Regions from separate parts of the Anas platyrhynchos genome. Here region 1 is linked to region 2. Evidence: chromatin contacts called from public Hi-C data. All regions are on one chromosome and are shown on one strand. The core of a region is the stretch at or near the end of the contact, and the rest is flanking DNA. Distances in the headings are between cores, read along the strand shown.

Region 1 (6,613 bases), core at 2,046-4,545, 110 kb before region 2:
AAGGTTCAACTTTATTAAACAGCTGTTGCATTTTATAGATTCAAAAGAATAATGCAAGTAAGTCCAAATAAACCAAGTCTATCCTCTTCTTTAGGAGCGGGATCAAAACATTATTTTATTCTTAAGTAATCTTGGAATGAACGTTGTCTGATTATGTCTGAAAGCAGATTCTAGGGCTTTCCTGTAGATACCAGAAGCATCTCCAATAACTCTGTTTCAGTCTGAGATACTTTTTGACATTTTTTTCAACATTTTCCTATAATAAACCATCCTTACCCCAGGGCACTTATGTCAGTTGAGACTGTGCAAGGAATACATCTGAGTCTACCCTTAATAATAGTAAATCAATAATTTGCACGTGTAAAGAATGTGCCAAATGAAGGAAACTTTAAAAAGTTCTTTGTACACCAATTTCCTACTTCTGCTACTAAAACAAATGTGATAGGATCATTTTTAGTTAGGGGATTTTTTTGTGTGTGTTCTTTTCTTTGTCGTCATTTTTGTTTTGTTTAAACAGCGAATTATATATCACTGAGGCAGGATGAAGTGGAAGGAGATGAGGAAGAGTGCTGGGAGCTATAGCGCTGCACACCAAACCTAACTTTGATCGCTGAAGCTTCAAGTGGGTTAAACAGCTCCTCAGCAGGAGCACCTCCTGTGTAAATGTTAAACACAACAAAGCATATGGTTGCTGATATCATATTCACTTTACTGCAAAACAAATATCATACCTAGCATTCACCAGGACAAGTATACATAGCACTGAAATCTACAGCACGGAGTTTATCCAGTTTTTCTAATACAAACGGTTACGTCGTTTTCTCAAAGAACAGAAGAGAAAAGAATGGCTGGTTTTGACCATTACATTCCACAACACCTAAGTTTTGCTTCACAAAACATTAATTCAGAACAATGCAAGAATAGCTCCCAGTCTGCACCAACATGAGAACTCCTGGGTAAGGATTACAGATTACCCATGTGTGGAACATTTTCCTACATTCAGGCTGAATTGGGGCAGGAAGTAGAGAAGAAACAATTGGACACTGCTTTTTAGACAGAGAGCTGCTTGGTTAACAGAAGCTCAGCAAGTTCAAGGCTGTCATCTACTGTAGTGATAGCAGACCTCATCTTGGATGACGCTGAGTCTGCTCCTCTTTGTGAAACAATGCACAACATAAAATAGTTCTCAGAAATGAGGAAATCATTTTTCAAATTGTTAAAACCTTTGTGCAAACTGAACCCTTTCAGAACTACTTCTCAAATCTACCTTTTTACATGAACAGCCCCCCTCATAAAACAAAATGACAGAAGCAATGTGATTTCTTCCGTTATACTCTAAATGGACATCCCAGCTACAGGACTACAAAAGTGCTGATGACTAAAAAATACATAACACACATATGACACAAATACACACACATTTTCCAGCAGTCAGACATAATTAGCACAACGTTCAACTAGTTTGCATTTTGCATGCCCTTTCCTAACAAAGGGAAGCTTGTCAGCAGTTCTGATAAGCTGATGGAACTACACCTTATATGATTTAGAAACGTGTACAAAAATAGAGTAAAGGAAATCCTAGGATTTGCAAGAATATCTAGGTATCTCACTGCCATTTCTGAAGAATGTGTGTGCATTTGAGACAACACAAACATGCTCTTTTATATCTAGAGTAGCAGACTATATTTTAAAAAGCTAACTCAAACGTTCAAGGTTCCTGTTCAAACCTGTTCTTAAATACTGTATAAACTGGCATATATTCAAAAATGTAGAGATTAATATGATATTCACATATTCTTCTTCCTTCCAGAAATAAATATATATATATATTAAACAGACCTAAAATAAGAGAATAAATAGACAAGAAGTATACAAAATGAGCTTCTCCAAGTTGTGCCCCCCCCCCCCCTTTCCCTCCCTTAGCAGTTTAGGATTTAATCTTCTTTCAACAGTATTGTTTCAGGAATAGTGAATGATGATTTCCTGGGGTATGGTTGCAGGTCAAAATTTTCCCTCCTACATAAGAGTGCTTCTCAAGTCTTGGGATAGCTCATTACATGTTTTGTAACACTGCCAGAGAATCATGTTGCTGTATTAGCTCCTTTTACTGCTCTCTAATGCATTCATAAACCAGTCTTTTTTTTTTTTTTTCTTGGGTGGGCATGATTTGTCCCCATTCTCAGGCTGGTCTGTGACATGTTGCCTTCTGCCATCTGTGAGTGTCACCAACCTTTCTAACACCCCGCCCATTACTTGTTGGTCTGCATCCCAGCCTGTGGTACACACAAGCACACCCACAGGACACGTGCAAATTTCTGGCACTTCCAGCAGCTGTTTCCAGAGGAAAATACATGCGGGTTAAATCTTCAACGGAAGATCTTAGTCAGTAACACATGCTGCATTAAATGCACAGTAATTTGTTTTCTTGAGCTGTGCCATATTTGAGGGGTGTCATTCCTTTCCTATGGCATCACCCAGATTAGGGAACTCGGTAGGGCTCGCAGATTCCAGAGACTGGATGCACACCCTGCCTGCATCCCTGGTGTGTTGTAATCTGACCTCCTTACGTGCTCTGCACCGTGACCTCCATGCGAACAAGGGCTGAGCTGGGTGCCTGAGCGCAGCTGGTGCTGCACAGTACCACTAGGGAATGGCCTTGTCTCCTCCTTGGGCTGCTAGTACCATTGCAAGTTATAGCCAGGGAACAAATAAGAAGGTTGAGAGCACCAACACTGTCCCTTGGTCTTTTTAATTCTTACTTGGATGTCCATCCTGGGTGATAGGTTGTTATTCAGTCACTCTCTACTTATATTTGAAGTTATTATTATATCTGAAGTTACATGATTTGGCTTCTTCAAAAAATATTTGCAGTAAAATTGACTTCCCAACTAGGGGTGATAGCATTCTAAATTACACACCGTTTAATATAATTGTAGCATTTTACTTCAAAGCATTGTTTGCTCTAGTGTTAGTACAACTGTATTTATCTCCTTAACATCTACTTTAATAAGGGATTTGTTATTGGAAGTTGTACGGTTCATCACAATGCAGCAGAAGCAGTGGATGACCTTACCAGACTGTTAAGCAAGGTCGTCAAAACACCAAAGATCAGAAAAAATACCTGATCTAAACCTTGTATATGTTCCTATCAAAACTACCTTAACAATGGTGCTGTATGAACTCAGAACGAGTCGCAGCTAGTTAAGCCTTGGCCCTTGTCTGGAAATGCAGTGGAGCACCAGAATATGAGCAGTTCAGCAGAAACCACAATTCAGTGTGTGACACTGCTAGGTCCCTGTGTCACCATTTAGAGGTCCACACACAGCATGCTGAGGAACATCACTGAGCATTTCTTTATTTCTTTCTATCCCTCTTGTCCTGGTTTCAGTTAGGACAGAGTTAATTTTCTTCCCAGTAGCTGGTAGAATGCTATGTTTTGGCTTAGGATGAGCAGAGTGCTGATAACACCCCGATGTTTTAATTGTAGCAGAGCAGTGCTTACACCAAGCCAAGGACGTCTCAGCCTTTTGCTCTGTCCTGCCAACGGGCAGGCTGGGGGTGCAGTAAGAGCTGGGAGGGGACAGACCCAGGACAGGTGACCCAAACTGGCCAAAGGGGTATTCCATACCATCTGGGGTCATGCTAAACAATATATAGGGGTGGCTAGCCGGGGGGAGGGGGCCGGACTGCTCGGGGTTAGGCTGGGCATCGGTCAGCGAGTGGTGAGCAATTGCATTGTGCATCACTTGTTTGTACACATTAGTAGTAGTAGTACTATTATCATCATTGTTGTTATTACTGTTATTATTATTATTGTTATTATTATTTTCCTGTCTTAATAAACTGTCTTTACCTCAACTCACAGGCTGTACTTTCCCATTTCTCTCCCCCATCCCAGAGAGAGAGGGGGGGAGGGTGAGCGAACGGCTGTGTGGTGTTTAGCTGCCGGCTGGGTTAAACCACTGCACCTTCCTCCAGGTATTTTTTTTTTTTTAAGACACAGGTGGTTTCAGTCAAGGGACATTAAGAATAAATTGGGTAAGTGGGTTAGTAAAAGAAAGACAATGACAGATACCCCCCAGCCCCATGAGACAATGACAGCTAGAGTGACAGCAAAGGTTATATCCAGCAATACATTAACCGTGTAGCTGCAGAAACCACAGTAAAATATGCAGATTGGCAGATGTCCTAAAGGAAACTTCAAATTTGCTGTAGAATTGTATGCATATAGACTGCCAAGGTAAGGTTTTTCCCAGGGCAACAGGCAGGAATATCTATCTTTACCCTTTGCCTCCCTTTCTCCCTGCCATTTTACCCATTCAGGCTCTCTTGCTGTGCTTATCACCACAATTTCTTAATCCTCTCATCTTCAAGAAGCAAACAAACTAATAAATGTGTGATTAAGTCAGCTGTTCAGAAAATTTCATCCTGCTGACAGAAGAACATCTTATCACATGATGCAGACAACAGAGCAACATATAAGGACTAAGAAAAATGAAAACAAATCCTCAGATAACCATGTGGCCTACTCACATTTTTTGGAGTTCATTTGCTCCAATCTGGACACCGACACAGAGCTCTTTGCCAGGACACCTCCTCATTTTTCATACGGTAGACCTAAACAGTTAGCTCTAACTCCACGATACATAACATTTGTTTTAGTAAACAAAAGAAATCTTTCATAAACAGTTATTCCTAAATAGCTTAGAGCTTTACTCCTACAGCTCTGGTCAATAATTTCTCTCTCTCTTTTTTTTTTTTTTTTTTTAAGTTACAAAAATGCAGCCTACATGCTGCAGTGGGCAGCCATTTCTGGCAACGAACACTACTAAAAGGCATTTTAAAATGCTTAAAAAAAAAAAGATACTGTCACCAACAGTTGTGAAAATATCCAAAGCCTGTCAAAACATCAAACAACATATATGCTCATGTTCCTAAAGGAAATGACAAATTTTGGAAATATAATCGGTCCCTTTACAAAAAAGGCAAGCTGTGCCTAAGTATGCGAGTTATCCCCAGTACAGACATTGTGTATTCTCTGAAAGACGAAGTGGAGGAGGAGGTCTGCACGCATTCCTATAAATGCCCACTCCGACTGGCTCGGAGGGAATGCATGCTGCTAAGACATTCTTCAGGCTCTGAGAGTCAGCATCACCTACAGCCTACTGTAACAAACTGCAGAAGAATGACAGGCATCCAAGCTACAGCCTGCGTGTGTGCGCATGCACACACAAGCATGCGTGTGGAAATGCAAATGCAATCAGTCTGAAACTATTTGAGATCTTGGCCCGAGGTCCCCACACATTCAGGACTGATTTCTTTTTCCTAGGGATAGGATCTGTGTGGAATCAGAATAGCAATGGGGATGGCACCCCTACATCCACAGCATGGTGGTTACGGCCTCAGTGCGGGGGCTTACGTCTAAAACTTGCTTTCTGAGGGGATATAAAGTCCACTCCTCAGGGCAAAAATGACATTGCCAGCTTTCCCCGAGCATATTTGGTTTGACAATGGTGTTATTGAGACCACTGGTCAACTTTTAACATCAGAAGCATGCTCCGTTGTTCTGATCCTGTGGCAACCCGGCGGGCTCTGCAGAACAGAACGCACCCTGGGACCTTGGGGTTGTTTGCAACACGCACCCAGCACGGACACTCCATGTCATTTTGCATTAAGTGCCAGCACTGGTTTGTGCTCAAGGAAATAGATTCTGCAGAATGAGGACAGTGCTGCAATGTGAATGCCAAAGAGTTCTGTCCTTTCTCAGGCACGTTACCTCCTTGTGAAATGAGATTCTGAAGCCATAATAAACCTTCCCTAATTCACAAGGAAATAGATCTAAGACAAGCAGAGAGAAAATCAATTCTTCCTCACAAGCACTTAATTTACATCCTGATAAGATTTGCATACTCTTGAGAAGTTTGTGCTTACACATTGGCTACCTTACAGATAAACACTAGAAGAAAATATAAAATAAAAATGAAAGCGTTATCCACGTTCGGAGCATTAAGGGTCTCCTTGGTACTACAGCTGCTCAGCAAACCAAGCAGATGAAAGAAAAGGCACAGGAGACTGATTTCAGCAGCTTTTGGTCAAAAGCCAAGGAAACCTTTTGGCACAGCAGACGATGATTGCTGTGAATGACAATATCTGGTCCACAGAAGGCATCAAGTTTATCGTACCTTTTTTGTACAGCTCCCCGCTCCCACTATTTTTGGCTAACCACTTAGGTAGGTGTGAATCAACCAACGTGTCACAATTGTTGACAGTAGTTAATGAGCTAGGGAGGAAAGGAATTTCCAATGAATTTGTTTGCCTGAACACAACATTTGCTCATGGCCCAAGACAACTCTGAAGGGTTCAAACTGAGAACACAATTATACAATATTAAGAATTGTCCTACGTTTTCTTTGGTGTATGAAGGTGATATAACTGTTTACGAATGTCACCTACCCACAGCTTTTCCTACTGATTTGTATTTGTCCCTTTTCAACACTGCCACGTCCATGTCTGCTTTGACACGCAATTTAGAGTTTCATAATCATGAGTTCTGGCATTGTACTTTCTATTTTGTAAAATCTCAGAAGACAAGGCATGCTGTCCTGGAAAAACA
Region 2 (5,871 bases), core at 3,244-5,743:
GGGCTAAGCTGGTGGGTAATTTTGACATTTTCAGTTGTGTAATATAAGCCAACATACGTCCAGCTGTAGGCACACCTTGGTATAAGTGCAATGCTGCTGTTGCTGTAAGAGAACAGAGATAACTCTCAGGGGGAAGAGCAAGCATGTGACCTTTTCCTTCTCCTTTCTTTCCTTTCTTTCCTCCCCCTCTCCCATTTTATGGTGTGAGGTCTGTGAAGGCTAACGGTAGTTCAGTTTTAGGGCTGTCCCACCATGGCAGTGAGTGCCTTCTACTGTCTGCCTCATGCTTCTGTGATGTCCTTCCAGCCCTTCTTCACATAGCTATCTTCCCAAAAAAGCACACGCTGTGACCCTTCTCTGGCCAAGCTATCTCAGGATGCAATCTTCAGCAGCATGAAGAATTTTTCACATTCCACTCCAAGTCAGAAGGGGCTATTTCCACCATATAGCAGTTGATCTTGGGTGCTTTTATGTTCTGTGCAGGGGGTCCTCATGGATCCCCCTCTCTCAGCTACATCACTCACTTTTGCTTTTAGCTGTGATCTAAATATTGCCAAGGGTGTTCCTGACTGCCATTCTTGAGCTATTTACTGAGTTTTAGACCTGCACCATTCTGTGCAACATCTTTGTTTTTGCATGTGCCTACAACATATCAGCTTTCTGTCCCATCCTTATTAAAACGTGATCTTTCTATGCAATACCTTGCATGATGCACCGTTTCTGGGAATTATCATCTCACTCATTTTGTTATGTTATTTTCCAGTGTGCTAACAACACCCCTGCACTGCTCTGTTTTTTCCCCAGTGTTGTTAGCAGCCACCTAGTCAAGGGTGACCCTGGAGGAGGCAGATGCCCTGTGCCATGCAGTAGCCCATGGGGACCAGGTGCATGGTGAGCACGGTCTGGGTGCTGAGACTGCAGTGCTGCATGTGCCTAGATGGAGAGGAGTTGGAGGGTTTGGGCTCTGCCAGAAACCCAGAGCTGCTGGGAGGAGACGCCCCTTTTCTTCTGATTGTTGGGAACATCAGAGAATTTGCTGTATGGGAGTGGGGAATAACGGAGCTGTAAGTGTGGACAGTGTGTGAGTGCAACCGGAGGCTACCCTGCTGGTCAGGTCAAGTTAAAAGGAAAATATCATTGTTCAGGCTGACGGGCTTCAGGAGGGTAGTTTTTTATGTAAGCAATGTCATTTCCTAAGCTTTTAACCCTCTGACCGTAAACTATCAATTTAAGCAATATGCTAGACAAAGTTACATGGATCACCGTGATTCTGATTAAATGAAGACAAAGTTGTAGGTCCATCTTCAGTTTCCAGTGAAGATATGTATGTGAATATACAGGTCTTTTAAGCTTTTCATATCTGTGTGGTTTGCAGTACCATCCATTTTCACGCTGGGATTGCTTCAACAAAATTGCTTGGATCTGCAAGAACATTTTGTCCAGTCCGTACCCAACGCAGGGCCACAAGCAGGTATGTTACGTGTTGTGCTAGAGAGATCATTATCTCTGGTTAGGGATACCAGTCACGCAAAGTGAACTGGTGTACTGCTTATTTAATTTGTGTGTGTTTCCAGTTAAATGGAAAACCTCCACAAAATAATACAGAAGTACTTTCCTTCTTCTCTGTAGTAATTCTCACGGGTGTAGTCCAAAACTTTGCTCCAGTGCCAAGTAGAGTCTGGGGTCCAATTCAGCCCTATTCAGTTTAGCTGAACACAGACATGACTACAAATACTGGAGCATTGCTGCCCTCTCCCTCTCCTTGTTGCCTTTATTTGTGTTTTCTTCTTCATACTTGGCTTCACTGTGGTCTCTGTAAGAAACCTGGAGAAACAGCGGCCTCCCAGAAAAGTCCCTGCTAAGTGGAAGTTCACCTCTACCTCCCAAGCACCAATGTTGTGAAATACGTATGTTGAAAAAAAAAAACACAAAACATACGGAGAGGTTACACGGGTGGGAAAAGGGGAAAAGGGTGCTGCCTTTTTGCTAGGTTGTGCAATGAGGTGTTGAATAATGAGTGCATCTTTTGTGCTGCTTGGGTTTTGTGGTTAGATTGCCACAGCTTGCACTTGGCTCTTTGCTTAACAAACTTCAGACAAGATCAGTAGCCAAGCAAGTACTTGGCAAACATCCAGCTCCGCATGAAGGATATTAGCAGTGATGCACGAGATATAATCTTTGGCTTTGCTGGAATTACATGAGGAAGGAGCTGTCAGGAAATGAGCCCTGAAATCCTCAGCGACCTGCGGTGGACTGGGCCACGTGGTCCGAGGGCAGCTGCTGGGGAGTTACGGTATCTGAGGTATTTATGGCAGGTGAGGTTACTGAGGTCTCAAGAAAGCTTCTCTATGAAGATGAGATGGGCTGTAATATAGTCACTGTTAAAGCTGAAGAGGCGTGACCTCCATCTGGGTCAAGGTTGCGTTGCTTCACGCAGTCGTATATGTCACCTGCATGCCATCTGCTCTTTGCTCCACGTGTTGACAAAACCCAGGGGTGGCCATGACCCTTTGCCTGCCCTCCTCCCCCTGATGTCCTGCCCACCCAGACTGCTTGGGAAAACCAACCCCAGAAGGAGCGATCTGGGGCTCCTTAGCACAATTTCTCTGTTACCCATGTGGACTGTAGGCATTTTCCAGGCGACCACATCCCAAAGGCAGTGACCGTGGGGCCTGGTTGCGAGGCCTGTGCCTGGCCCTCTGCTCCCGGCCTCTCCTCAGCTCTCCGGAGCTGCCATGGTCTGGGAACTCGCAACTGAGTGTTTTTTGGAACAGCAGAAGCGAATTTGTTGACACTGAAGTTGTTTGTGAGGAAGTACGAGTCTCAGGAAAAGAGAGGCTAGCTCCCAGGATGGAACAAAGCCGGCCCAGCCTAACCACGGCACAAGGGCGAGGAGGAGCTGTGGCTCTGCAGCAGCGCAGCACAGAAGGGCTCAGGGAGGTGTTTTAGGCGAAGAACGATATTGAGGCAAAAATAGAGGGATAGAAGTTAGCCTGGAGAATGCTTAAATTCCTAATTTTCTAATTTTAGTGTGCAGGTGCAGACCAGGATTCTAGGTACAGTTAGGAGAGGGGAATGCTTCTTGGTTTCACCCTGGAGCAGGATGGCTGTGGGGAGCCCTGGGGCCCCTCTCCTTCCCCCCCTACCCCCTCTACTTCTGGACATTTCTGGGGCTGGAAATAAATTAGAAACAACGCTATTGTGCTGAAACAGTCCCCATATGTATTTCCTAGCGGAACCTTTGCTTCTCTCTGTTACTTCTTTTAAACGATTGCAAGCTTTTATTCGTGAATTGCCGGTTTGTGGCTTTTTTTTTTCTTCTTTTCTTTCTCTCTCTCTCTTTTTCTTCACCCCCCCCCGAGCCGTGTGCGGCCGTGGCCGGGGCTGCGCTGCCACCTGGCGTCGCCGCCGCGGGAGGGCGCGGGGAAGGCAGGGGCCGGCCCCTCTGCTGCACCCCCGGCTGCACCAGGCGGGAGAAGGGACCGAAACGAAATGCAACAGAAAAATAGCATAATCCATCGATACATAATTTAAAAGTTAAATGAAAAAAAAAAGAAAAAAGCACACGTTAATTAAATAAAATGAATAAAAAAATAATAATGATGATGTGGAGCAAAACTACATTGCTAGCATCGAGCATCTCCCCAAAGGCTGGAACTTCCTCATGTGCAGGAATTTCTTATTATATGTAATTACATATCCTTTACTATATATTATTATTAGATAGTTCAGCTGGGATTTGAGCACTGCTGCAGTAAGCTATCCCTGTTGCTATCACTATCCCTATCCCCATCCCTGCTATCCCCCATAGCCCTTTGCCAGTGTCCTGCTCTCTTCTTGCTCACCCCCTGCCCCCCAAGCTGGAGCCCCACTCTGCAGGTTTTCGGGGTCCCAGCGTGGGATGTGTGTGTGCAGACGGCCCTGCTTTGGTTTTGCTGCTGACAGATGAGATATCCCTGTGGTCAGTGTATGGGGAGTGCTTCATTCTGCTTACTTAGGGCCAGTAATGTTTTCTGTAGAGTTGATATGCTTTTAAAATAAATATAAAATTCAGTATAGATCATACAAATGAACAACTGCAATTATTAAAGTGGAGCTCTCTGTCTTCATCATGTCCATGTATTATCACCTTTCTGCCAATGGACCGCTGTGGTACAGGGGATTAGTTTTCTCACTAATTTCACATCGTGACATTAACTGGGTTTTACAAGTCTCAGTGTGCAGAATTAGGCCTTTGCTGTCAGATGCAAAAATCATCGCAGCTAATATGCCTGACTTTGGAGTTGAAGGCTGGTGAAAGATAAGGATAATATTTATTTGTAGCAGAATATGCAGTAATCCTCTTTTCTAAGAGATTGTAAACCTTGCAGGCTCCAGCTGTGGTTTTCAAGTCTTGCTGTTTTCTGGGATGGTGCCACGTCTCCAAAGAGCTAAGGAGCCTTTTCTCCTGTGAGAAATCCTCACCGGGACTTGCTTCTGAGTAATCACAGCTCAGGGTGAACTTCCAGGCCAGAGGGATGAATCACAACCATCCTTCTGTAGCATAAACTTACGGTATCACTCCAGTTTCCAGTCTGCTTCATCCGAAATAATCGGCTGGCATCAGCCTGCAGCACCTTGTGGCAGACAACGCTGACCTGAGATGTACCTGATCTTGTGGCTTCTGACGAGTGATATGGCTGCTGACGTGCAAGTTTGAGGTCTAAATAACACTGACTCCGGTCCTGCAAAATTAAATAGAAAATATTTCTCTCTCCTCCAGCCCCGTCCAGGCTTTTCCTCCCAGTGCACTGGGGATACGCTCACAGATGCCGTTTTGCTAAAAGCCGGATAATACTGAGTGCTGTCTGAAACCGAATACAAGGCAGCAATTCAGGGGGATGTTTCTGTTGATGCCATGAAGCACAAAAGCACAATTCAAGTGGAGCAGCCAAATCTCAGGGATGAAATTGCAGCCCTTGTATTGTGCTGAGGATGGGGCCTTGTTTTACTAATCTACTACAGCTCTGCAGGGCTTTCAATTTTAAATATGAAGAAAAGAAGATCTGGATGTAAATGCAGTGGCAAATGGGGTTACTCATGACAAAGAAATGTGCTACAGAAACTTAGCCAGGCAGAGATTTCTTTTGGACAGGGGAGTCACGTCCATGCACACATGCACAAATGCAAGTTCTCGGTTTCTCTCAGCCTTAGGAAGAACAGCTAGATGTGGTGCTGCCTCCTTTGAGGGTTGGTGTTAAGGTACCAAAGGTTGCATCTTTCCTCTTAATTATGCTGGATCCTCACTCTCAAAGGCACATGTTTTCAAGCTGTATTGCCACCTTCATCTTTTTGTGTGTGTTGAGGAATTCCTCAGCTTCCTAGCTGAGAAATGAGCATGTTTTCTCTAAGTATTTTCCCTTGCTGTCAGATGCAAAAATAGAGTAGATTATATTGAGTACAGTGTAAAATCACATGCTAAGCACCGAAGGACAGTTGCTGTTTCAAGGCTTCAGTGTATTTCTTCCCTATGCCCTTACTCAGGAAAGATGCAAATGAGCTGTGGAGTGAAAGTCAATGTATATCGCAAATAATATTTTGCTCCTGATAAATTAACACACTGACCTCCTCAAGGTGCTTTTGAAGGTTGTTCAAAGCATCGGTGGCATTGTTGAATGGCTTTTCTGTGACATTCATCATCTAACCCAAAAGGATTCTGCAATAGTTATAAAAGGGAAAAAAAAAGTGAGCAATACTTCAAAGGCTCAAGAGGAAATACGTTTGGCCGGATCTTGCTCATTATAAAGTACCTGGGAATGTTTTATTTCTGAGAGATGCTCTCCTCAAGCTCTGTTATTTTATACCAGAGGAAAACCTCTGCCATAGTTTAGT

Evidence for each region. A called contact is a pair of places that touch in the nucleus more often than the background predicts.
Region 1: a contact with region 2 is called in a Hi-C map of skeletal muscle, with 5 times the contacts expected there. The contact joins two enhancer-like sites. A contact is called at or near these places in 4 of 8 Hi-C or Micro-C datasets (F1 follicle, F5 follicle, liver and 1 more).

What each region holds. Positions count from the first base shown.
Region 1 is chr4:5,762,978-5,769,590 of IASCAAS_PekinDuck_T2T, reverse strand. No RefSeq gene overlaps it. Among named protein-coding and RNA genes, the nearest start is that of ARSJ, 28 kb to the left of the region's middle. Within about 2 kb of position 3,295, at least 6 of the 8 cell types and tissues checked have an H3K27ac peak or open chromatin away from gene starts, as enhancers often do.
Region 2 is chr4:5,658,168-5,664,038 of IASCAAS_PekinDuck_T2T, reverse strand. It overlaps LOC106018651 (a long non-coding RNA gene), which reads left to right. Exons shown (of 4, transcript XR_002404357.4): 2 at 805-891; 3 at 1,376-1,471; 4 at 4,371-5,737. Among named protein-coding and RNA genes, the nearest start is that of UGT8, 55 kb to the left of the region's middle. Within about 2 kb of position 4,493, at least 1 of the 8 cell types and tissues checked has an H3K27ac peak or open chromatin away from gene starts, as enhancers often do.